Regions from separate parts of the Danio rerio genome. Here region 2 is linked to region 1. A link is a contact called in public HiChIP or PLAC-seq data. All regions are on one chromosome and are shown on one strand. Each heading gives the region's core, a stretch centred on a gene start, on an enhancer-like site or on the middle of the called end of the contact. The rest is flanking DNA. Distances are from core to core; before and after follow the strand shown. Region 1 holds the start of aldh8a1 (aldehyde dehydrogenase 8 family, member A1). Region 2 holds the start of armc1l (armadillo repeat containing 1, like).

Region 1 (5,719 bases), core at 1,655-4,154:
GTAGTTTTATTCATTTTTTTGGAACACAAATGTTTTCTTGGCACTTCATGTGATTCAAGTTAAACCAATAAAGTCACATTAAATATTTTGACAATGGTTTTGACAATGTTCTTTTCTGGACTTTAAATGTCTCGAGACCATTGTTGTCTAAAGAGGTGTCAGAGAGGTCTCTGGTTGCATCAAAAATATCTTAGTTTGTGTTCTGAAGACAAACAAAAGCGACTCAACCTACATGAGGGTAAGTAATTAATCACAAATATACATTTTTGTATGAACTAATTCTTTGCGAATTTGTATGTAGTGAGGTTGTTTTTGCCACAGGCTGCTCTGAGCATTTCAAAAACTTTCATGAATGACCATCTTTAGGGTTTATAAAAACGGTATGAGAAAGAAAATATTCAGCAAGTGACAGTTCTGTCACCAATTTTGGACAACAGAAGACTGGAAAATGGTCATTGATTTCTGGTGGGACATTTGGATGATAGGGTCAATAAAATTGACAAAAAAATAAACAGCATTACAGCAGGGATCAGTCCTGTCTTTTCGCAACAGTCCCACAGTAGTGGACAAAGTGATTAAAACAGCTGACAGATCTGGAAATGTTGACCTTTCTTGCCTTCAAAACAGGATTTTATTTCCTCATTTTCATGAAACATGCAGATGGCTGCTGCGATAAATATTAACTGATGTTTTTATCCACTTTTAACTTTAATACTTGGCATTGTATGTCCACATCTTTTGCAGCAGTTACAGCAGCACATCTCTCTGGCATAGTGTCAATATATTTACTGAGAACTTTAACACTAATGTTATCCCATGCCTTCTGCAATTGAAGCCTTTTCTTTCCTGTACAGGAACATAGTTTGTTTCACATTATCAGTGAAATAAGTCTAGCTTGTTTTTAGAATGAAAATAACTGAAACCTCATAAATAATATGGCCAGTTTTCTAATAATTTTGGCAACCATTATAATCCATATACAGTAAAGTCTAAAATTATTCATACCCCTGGTTAATTCTGACTTAAAGTTACTTTTATACAACCAGAAAGTAGCTTTTTGACCAAAATGACAAAGGCTTATGCCTTTATCAGCTTTTATTTAGATTTGAACAAAAAATTCAGAATTTGCCAGGGGTATGAATAATTTCAGGCTTGACTGTATATACACACGGAAACATACAGTTGAAGTCAGAATTATTAGCCCCCTTTAAAATTTTTTCTTCTTTTTTTAATATTTTCCGAATGGTGTTTAACAGAGCAAGGAAATTTTCACAGTATGTCTGATAATATTTTTTCTTCTGGAAAAAGTTGTGTTTGTTTTATTTCAGCTAGAATAAAAACAGTTTAAATTTTTTTAAACACCATTTTAGGGACAGAATTATTAGTCTCTTTAAGCTATATTTTTTCTCGATAGTCTACAGAACAACCCATAGTTATACAATAACTTGCCTAATTACCCTAACCTGCCTAGTTACCTTAATTAACCTAAGTAAGCTTTAAGCTGTATAGAAGTGTCTTGAAAAATATCTAGTCAAATATTATTTACTGTCATCATGGTGAGGAGAAAATAAATCCATTATTAGAGATAAGTTATTAAAACTATTATGTTTAGAAATGTGTTAAAAAAATCTTCTCTCTGTTAAACAGAAATTGAGGAAAAAATAAACAAGCGGTCTAATAATTCAGGGGGGCTAATAATTCTGACTTCAACTGTACATGCATGCATAAAATTAATTATATAAAATAAACATCAGACACTCTGCTCTCAGTATATCCTACTGAAAGAAAGCATAAATTAAGTGAAGACTACATTGCTGAATCGCTTAAATTCTGTCTACCTTTGGTCTATTGTGCAGCCGTGAGTCCTTATATAGTATGACTCATTTAGTGTACCCTGTACAATAATACCGCATTACAGTGCATTTTTACCCTGGTCTTTAGACTCGGCCTGAACAAACTCCTCCAGTCGAGCCTCTATCAGGTCTGCCAGTTTATTCAGCACTTTGGATCTATCAGCTGGGCTTTTAGCCGACCAATCCGGAAAGGCCTCTTTAGCTGCCCTCACTGCAGCATTCACCTATGAGCATTGAGAAAATATTTAACTTACTTATAAAGTTCAACAAATAAGAGATGATGCATTAGTTTGTAGAGGAAATTATTTATCTTAGAGTGTGAAGTGTTAGTAAATTGTCATTTTGAGCATTATTAAATATATTAAAGATGAAAGGAAAACAATTAAAAATAGGAAACACAATACAGCCCAAATAAGTGGATTTCAAACACACTCTCTATTCTGCTCCACTGACCCAGACAAGTTCTTTTGGCATGAGCTTTAGCTTGTTTAATAATTAAACTCTGGACCTTGAGCATCTGCCCACCTGATTGTTTCCCTTTTTTATGACCAACGTGTTTACAGGGAGAAATATCCGAGACCAAAGGTACTTCATCAAGTGTCTTTACTCCGAACATTCCTGGAATTTGTGTCTTAAGCCAAACAATGGCGTGACTGGTTACATATTCATTAAATGGGAGACTGCAATGATTCTCTACACTAGAAACAGGTGAAAATGTTCAACTAATTTCAATAGAATCTCTTTGGTGAAAGCGAGAGTACTTGATCATGCTCAACTAACATCATTGAGGATCAACTTAAACATAAAAGAGAATAATACAAAATAAACTCTCACCTCTTCAGCTCCACTGTCTGGAACTTTGCAATAAACTTCTCCTGTTGACGGGTCGAAAGAGTCGATCAGCTTGGAACATGGCACAAACTTCCCACCGATGTAGTTTTCCAGCACTAGATATTTCATGTCTTTTGACATCGCAAAAAAAATTGAGATAAAAAAAAAAATCAAGCTTGGCAAACAAAAGGAGGATCTGAAAGTTTTGCGCTGCACTCAGCACGGTGTTGCATATGAGCTTTCGCCAGACTCTTTTGCAATATGTTTACTCAACTAAATGATAGGTTGTAAAAGAAAACTAAACGGCTTCTCCAGCAGATACGCCACTCATTAATTAGAGCATGAGTTGGATATTAAAAGACCTTAACTTGCTGATGGAGGTGAGATAATATTCACAATTCTGTGAAAACAGAATGTTAGTCTCGAGTTAAATATTTAATCCTGACATTGACGACTGTTTAATGCTTTTAAAATGAACTCTACAAAATAATAACTTGATTGTTGGATACTTTTTAATAAAATAAACTACCAGCCAAACGTTTAAAACATTAATATTTCTAAAGATTTGAAGTAAGTTTATTCTGTTCACGAACATACACTGCAAAGAAATCGTGGTTGCCTTAAAATTTTAAGCTGAATTAAATTAAGCTTATGATTTTATTGAACTTATTTTAAGTTAAACTAACTTAAAACAGCTTGAGCAACGTGAAAAATTAAGTTAGAACGTGATTAACTTTAATAAGCTACAATGACCTAAAAACATATGCTGTCAGGACCAATTGATCATATCATTTTTACAGCATAGTTTTAATTTGATCAAACATACAGTAAAGAGTACACACACACTTACACACACTTACACACACTTACACACACTTACACACACACACACACACACACACACACACACACACACACACACACACACACACTTTACTGCTTATTCAAACTACTACTAAAATAATTTGAAACGAGGCATTTCTGGAGATTTTTTTCGGAAAACTTACTTGTTTTAAAGCTACATTAAGATAATGGATTTGTGTTTGGACAACCTGAAATAATTGAAATAAATATATAAAATGATAAATAAAAAAAACCCTGCATTTTTTTTTACAGTGCAATGTTATTGACGTGAAATTGCTTTAAAATATAAAATGAATAAGTCTTTCTCCAGAAGAAAAAATATTATCAGACATACTGTGAAAATATCCTTGCTCTGTTAAACATCATTTGGGAAATAATTAAAAAAGAAAAAAAATTAAAGGGAGGCTAATAATTCTGACTTCAACTGTGTGTGTGTGTGTGTGTGTGTGTGTGTGTGTGTCTATATATGTATGTATTTTGGTGATATTTAAAATATTTCCATATGCAGTAAACAAGAACAGCAGACATTATGTTGCCTTGGTTAAAATTATGAGTTAACAATTTAAGAATTTTTTTTGGTCACTTATAATAGTGACGAGGTCTCCAACAGAGTTTAAGAACTTGTGAGAAACGCAAACAAAATCAAAAAGACTAAATAACACCAATATGGCTGGTGGGAGTCTGCCATCTTGCTTTACAGAAGATGGCACTACTGGCATGAAATCCAATCACACCTAATTTCACACTCACTTTATCTCATATGCAACACTGCTGGCCTCTGTTTTCATTTCTTGAAATAAACCTTCTTTATTGAGCGAGACCAATAAAATAGTCTCTTTGAATATTTGAAGTATTAAATGAGATATTTTACCGAGCCAGAACAGGGATCTTCAAAAATAATGCAGAGAATAATACAAATTTGAAGTACAAGAACAAAAGACTTAACAGAAGAGCAAAATGCATCCCAGAGTAGCTTAATTACAAAGTGATTTTCTAATTTGATATTGCTTCAATTTTTCATGAATGAATCATCAAAGTTTTATGAGGAGGAGCAGAAAGACTCCAGACTTTGTTCATTTCAAATCAAAAGACCAACCCATGGAGGAAAGTGGGTGGATGGTGAAAATCTAATTTCTCATAAAAAAAAAAAGAAAAAAGATGCAAACCACCGCATGTAGAGAAAAATACCATCCATGAGGACAATTATCAAGCAGGAAAAAGACAACTCATACTGTGAAAATACCATTGTAGGCAGCGATGCAGAAAATGACAGGAAGAAAAAGATCCTACACAATCTCTTTGGATGATTGCAATTGCGATGTGTAATTGTCAGAAATGTTCTTTGCGGGTAATTCAGAAAGCTCTCTGAAGCTTTTTAACCCTTGAGACTGATTACCACAGTGCACTAGTAATAGGTCTAACTCTGCAGCACAAATACTTTATTTGCCATGCTCAATTGAGAACAAGTATTTTATCTTGATTGAACCTAGGCCTGTTGCAATAATCAATATATGGACTTATCGTTTTATCCTTGGAGATAACCTCAATATTTTTTGCCGTAGCATTATATATTTACAAATTCACAAACAACGTTAAAGCCATTTCACTATGACATTGTGTCTCTAAGTTTATGATTGCACATTACTTAATAGGACATTTAATAGTGTATATTATAGAACCTTTACCTTTTACAGCAAATTAAAGAATCTAAATAATCTGAAGAATAATAAGTATTTTAGAGTGTTGGCTATTTTTAAGTGTATGGCTATTTGTATTATTATGATGTGATATAATCATTATATAATCAGTGGCATAAATTGATCTCAAAATGACATTAATATCACTTATCGCAACAAATTCTGTGACAACATGTGGCACAACAAAAATGCTGTATCGTGACAGGCCTAATTAAACCACTTCAATAACCAAAGAGCTATAAAATGTCACATTACCATATCATGCATGAGGTTGAAGTTAAATATTTACCATCAATTTACTTTTCTTCTACTGAAAACATGCTATTGTTTTTCAGTGCATTCCTCTACTAGCAAGAGGGTGAACTGATTAAAGCAAGCTTGGCCAAATCAATGTGTCATCATCTTCCTTTGTGAGTCTTTATCTGTTCTGAACAAGCTGCATTTATGAAATCTTTTGATTATCAGGCTGTGAAG
Region 2 (5,408 bases), core at 724-3,223, 150 kb after region 1:
TTAAAAAAATGTAAAGGTCAAGACATGGCAGTTAGATTTGTTCTTGAAAACTAAAATAAATAGTTTTTTCTAAAAATGAAATGAATCTTAAATGAAACAAAATGTAAACATTAGACGACAAAAATGTCTCTGCAACTAACTAAAATAAAATGCTTAAACTAAAGAACTTCAATTGCTAAAAGTTGAAAAATTGAAATAAAAATTAAAAAGCTAAAATCAAAATTTTAAAAATCATCAACAAAATAAACATAACAAAAGTACATATTACACTAGGCCTGTGCGCTAAATCAAAATCGTATTGCAATTTGAAACGTTGCAGTTAGTTAATATCAAGAGGCTGCAAAATAAAATATGTACAGTTAAAGTCAGAATTATATACAAAAATAACGAATACCATCTGAGGTGAAGTGCTTCAAAACCAGTCCGCAATGCTATTAAACATGCTAGACTTTCTGCGATGGTGTCGTGAGACAACGCAGACATGGTATCAGTTGTCATCAACTATGCCATTACACGAGAAGAAACAATAGACTCTTGTCACAAAATTTTTGCCATGACATACAGATTATTGAGCTGAAGCTTGAGTTAAATTAAAATCAGCTTGAATTAAATCATAAACCAAATCACAATCCCAATCTGTCCAAAAAAATAATAAAAAATAGCAATTAGATATTTACCCCAAATCGCACAGCCCTATAATACACTGAACATATACAAACAATAAAACGAAACAAAATAGTGCCAAAATTGGTAAGTGGTAAAGTTGGCTTTATATTCTCACATTCGTTCAGTGACAACTTGCTTCCTATATGGTTTACCATGGTACTTTAAATATATTCAGCCTGAAATCACATGCAAGTATGACTTGAAAACAGCATTAGCTCTATTTATTTGCGTGTGAACAATGTTGTACTTTGATAGTCATTTGCTGCTAATATTATTTCACTATTTAGATTATGTAAATAATACTTTTCTGAAATTATATTATTAAGGAGAATGTTTGAATGTGTTAATATAAAACAAACTTTACCTCAATGAGTAACTACTGTAGTTTTTATTGATAGTATTCTTATATATTATTTTTAGTAGCAGTACAAATTTATTTCTACAGCATAAAATACCTGAAACCGCAACCGAGGGTAAGGAGAAAGAGGAAGATTTGTTCCAATCATTCGGACTAGGCTTCGGTACTGTCCACAGTGTGTACTTTCCCATACTGGAACCAACTGCAACAATACACACAAATGCACTGTTAATAAATTATAACTTTCATTAAATAACTTTTTTTATGTACTTGATTGTCTCTATACCATGTCTGGAGGCACTCCAAAATATTCCAGAACACATTTCAGCAGGTCAACGATGTCCTCCAGCAGAGACATTGACTGTGTGTGTGTATATTTTGCACGCTGGATTTCTGCTGACGGATGAACTAACAACACACAGACACTGCACCAAACTTCTCCACGTGACCAGAGGGATCAAATCAGCTGCATTCCGCTCAACTCTGTAACAAAACCCGCAATATAAAGATTATACATTAATTCTGAAATACTACGATAAAACTAATGACATAAATGCAAGATAATAGTAATCAAATGCAGCGGTAATTACCAGCATCGTCAACTGTCCTACCAATGAGTGCGTACGAAAACACACACACACACACACACACACACACACACACACACACACACGTATCTCAAACATATCCTATAACGTTATTTCACTTTTGGATATGTCTACGTTTCATTTAATCCTACGGTCGTCTTATTAAATGCCGTTTATATTTACGAAGACAATTTGTTTAATTAATGTTATTCACTTTACCTCCTCGCCGTCTCACGCTTCCCGTGCAGGTAAACTCAAATAAAGCTCTTTCTGTGAGGGCGTTTGTGATTGGTCCGGGCGGTGGGGTTGGCTCCAGTAGCCAATCAACTTGAAACATTTAGAAACGATGTCAAAGACGTTAGCCAATTATTTCGTTTGAACAGAAGGAGTGGGAAGTTTCGTATTTGTTTGTGTGTGCTGTTAAAAGTAACGGTAGCGGTGAGTACAGTGACAGTGTAAACTGATAAATTTAATTGTCGTATTAACATACACGAAGGAGTGTTTTGAAAACGATATGTAACAATGTTAACGTGAATAAATATAGATGTTATTTAATTTACAGTAATGTTTGAATAGCAATTTCAACACTTTAGCTGTTTTGCTAACACGCTATTAGCGGTAGTGTTTTGAGCATGTGTGCTATTCGCGTTAGCTTTTCTGAAGTCTCATGTTACCATGTGTGAACAAGGTGTACTTTTAAGGTCTCATTTTTTTCACGTAGTTGTTAATGCCTTATTATTGTCGAAATTTTAAAAGGCTATTATTGTAAACGGTCACGTGATCGAAACGGTTGAAATGTGCACAAAATAAAACAGAAAACATGCATGATACGCCCATAACATAAATACGATATTAAGATAGCATAATAAATAAAACAAATGCTGTGTTTTGTATAGAACAAAACCACAATTCATAAATCACATCTGTCCAATAGGAATGTAGCTTCTAGGTATCAGTAATGATTAAATCACACTGAACAGAGCTAAACTGAACTGAACTGAACTTAAACACTAAAACCTGAACCACACTGTTCCAGTTACTATGACCATTTATGTGAAGCTGCTTTGACACAATCTACATTGTAAAAGCGCTATACAAATAAAGCTGAATTGAATTGAATTGAGTATCAAATGGCCGTCAAATAAATTGTCTTTATATCCTCTGGTGTTTCAGATCTCCACAAAAAATGATGGACGCATTATCAGTCGTGACACAGCTACGGGACTTGGCATCAGAACCACAGAACCGGGAGGTTATTGTTCAGGACCAGGGTTGCCTTCCAGGATTAGTGCTGTTCCTGGACCACAAAGACCCTAAAGTGCTTTTTGCCACCCTTCAGGTACACTCAGACCTGATTTGTCAATTAACAAATCGTCACCTTGGAATTGTAAGTTCTATCTGCGTTCTGATATATTTCGAGATAATGAGCTCTAAAGTTTTTGCATTTCATATAGCAAAACATTTGTTTTGTTTTTTAATAAAACAAAACAAAACAAATCCCATAATGTAAGTAAGTTGTCATTTAATAAGAATATGTGAAAAACTAAATTTTGACAAAAATGTCAGATAGAACTTTATAAATATAAGGTGACGAAATGTTTTTATCTGTATAAATTAGAGTTTTAAAGTGTCTTCTCCTCAGGCCTTGCGGTACTTGGCTGAATCGCCCCGTAACATCAATACAATGAGAAATGAGCTTGGCATGATGGTCAGCCTGGAGTCATTGATAAAGAGGTGTTTTATTTTAAACTAAACACTTTTATCATTAGTAGTTTTTCCATTTATACCTGTAAATGTATAATGAAATCGAGCTTCTTCTATGATGTTCTGGAATTTATCAAATGAACTTTAAATTTTGATATACACTTTGAGCTTTAGTCTAATTATGCACACTGCATCAATGCACAAAATTCATTATCTTCCTTTTTCTATTCCCTCAAGGACCGATTTGACAACTGATATTACAGACCTAGCAAAAGAGGTTCATGATTTGTTAAACGCTCAATCACAGAGGCCGGGTTGTCAGACTCCAGAGCAACAGAAGAAGAAGAAGAACAAACCTCAGTTCTTCATTAACAGCACTAACAAGAAAGCCAAATCAGTTACCCTCCACATACAAGGCTTGGATGGGGCGGTATGTACAAAATGTGAAGCTGTCACGTGCACTTTTGATTGTTTCTTATGTTAGTGCAGATCGTAGACTAAGATGATGTATTGTTTTGACAGGATCAGAGAGGTGTGTGTGAAGAGGCTCTTCTAAGGGTTAAAGGTGTAATCAGCTTCACGTTTCAGATGGCTCTGAAGAGATGCACTGTACGCATTCGTGCTGATCTGCCTACTGAGGTATTACTTTTTTTTTTTAAAGGGAGGAGTTAAATAAGCACAGATGTGGTATTGCGATATGCATGAAAATTGTAAAAGCAAATGTGTTTATTTTTTTCTAGAGTCTGGCCACTGCCATTGCTTCCACAAAAGTGCTTTCGGCTAAGCAGGTTGTAAAAGATGAAAATGGAGAAGAGGTGGGTGCTTCTTTTGCTGATCCAGGGCTCAATAATATGTTGGTCTGGTCTGGTCAAGTCAGATTTTTATATTTTGCCATTTTAATGGTTATCAGTTTTGATTGATATTTGTAATATATGTGCACACACACGTATACACAAACAGATATGGGGGGGATAAAAGATCTACTGAAAATTAACAGATTCTCTGCATTTTCTAGGCATAGGTTTAAATAAAATAATTTTTTTGTTTTTATTAAAAAATGTATAACATTTTTTTTTTTAAATAACAATTTTTTTGTCATTTTTTTTTCTTTTACAAAAATTGTCATTTGCTCAGAATAAAGGCCCAATCAGACCAATGATGATTTTTAAGATAACAATAAAGACATAATTAAAAAAAAATAATAATTTAGGGCCCGTTTACACTAATGCGTTTTAGTTTGAAAACGCATAAGTTTTGCTACGGTTATGCCAACCGTCCACACTACGCCAGAGTTCTCGAGCGCCAAAAACGGAGCGTTTTGAAAACGCTGGAGAGGCCGTTTTCATTCTAAAACGCTGCTGCTCCGTTTCAGTGTGGATGATGGAAAACGGAGACATCTGAAAACGGATCCGGGGCTGCAGACATTCGCCTCTCTGATTGGGGCTTTTCCTCAATATTAAGTAGCCTAACACACACAGTTCAGCCCTGCATCCTCTCCTTGTAAATTCAGACTTCGCAAGTTTAATCAAGGCTGCAGTCTCTTCTTCTCAGTTTGATATGGAAAACAGACTATATCGAGGACACAGGTAAATCTTCAAAGGGAACAGTGTACTTTATAACTTTATTCACCCTGGCTACGTTGTTTCACTTTCTCAACAATAAAATGTAAACATGATTTAAGGAACTGTCTATCTTCGTTTTAATATTAGCAACTAAACAGACAGCAGAAATGTTGAGGCGTCGTGCTGCATAATATGAGCGTCATCTTCACTGTGTGGATATTTATAACAAAACGGAGCCGATAACAACTGTCTCCTTTCAATTTCAGTGAAAATACGAAACATACCCTCTCTTTTGCTGAATATCAATTTTACTAATCGATAATGGCCATTATTAAGTTTATACATTATAGGAAATAAAGACAAGTGATCAGTCACTATACAGAATGTAGGCTACGTGGTTACATTATTCATTAACTTATCTTTGCGCTCAGCCAAAACACGTTACCTGTGAACAAGTAATAGATTCCAATGACCAACGTCAGGGAATATGTCGTTAGATAAAGACAATAAGATGAATGAAATATCCCGTTT

What was found. HiChIP or PLAC-seq counts read pairs in DNA pulled down with a chosen protein or histone mark.
Region 2: a contact with region 1 is called in an H3K4me3 HiChIP or PLAC-seq map of embryo, with 4 times the contacts expected there. The contact joins the promoter of armc1l here to the promoter of aldh8a1 in region 1. A contact is called at or near these places in 2 of 18 Hi-C or Micro-C datasets (caudal fin and embryo) and 2 of 4 datasets of contacts at active chromatin or transcription factors (caudal fin and embryo).

The regions. Positions count from the first base shown.
Region 1 is chr23:34,703,408-34,709,126 of GRCz12tu, forward strand. aldh8a1 (aldehyde dehydrogenase 8 family, member A1) reads right to left here and starts at 2,905. Exons shown (of 7, transcript NM_001004540.1): 1 at 2,688-2,905; 2 at 1,930-2,077. The coding sequence starts at 2,825.
Region 2 is chr23:34,854,148-34,859,555 of GRCz12tu, forward strand. It overlaps armc1l (armadillo repeat containing 1, like), which reads left to right and starts at 1,974. Exons shown (of 7, transcript NM_199539.2): 1 at 1,974-2,049; 2 at 2,785-2,950; 3 at 3,254-3,345; 4 at 3,553-3,745; 5 at 3,838-3,954; 6 at 4,056-4,130. The coding sequence starts at 2,798. mtfr2 (mitochondrial fission regulator 2) reads right to left here and starts at 1,852. Exons shown (of 8, transcript NM_001077285.1): 1 at 1,831-1,852; 2 at 1,311-1,507; 3 at 1,122-1,226. The coding sequence starts at 1,382.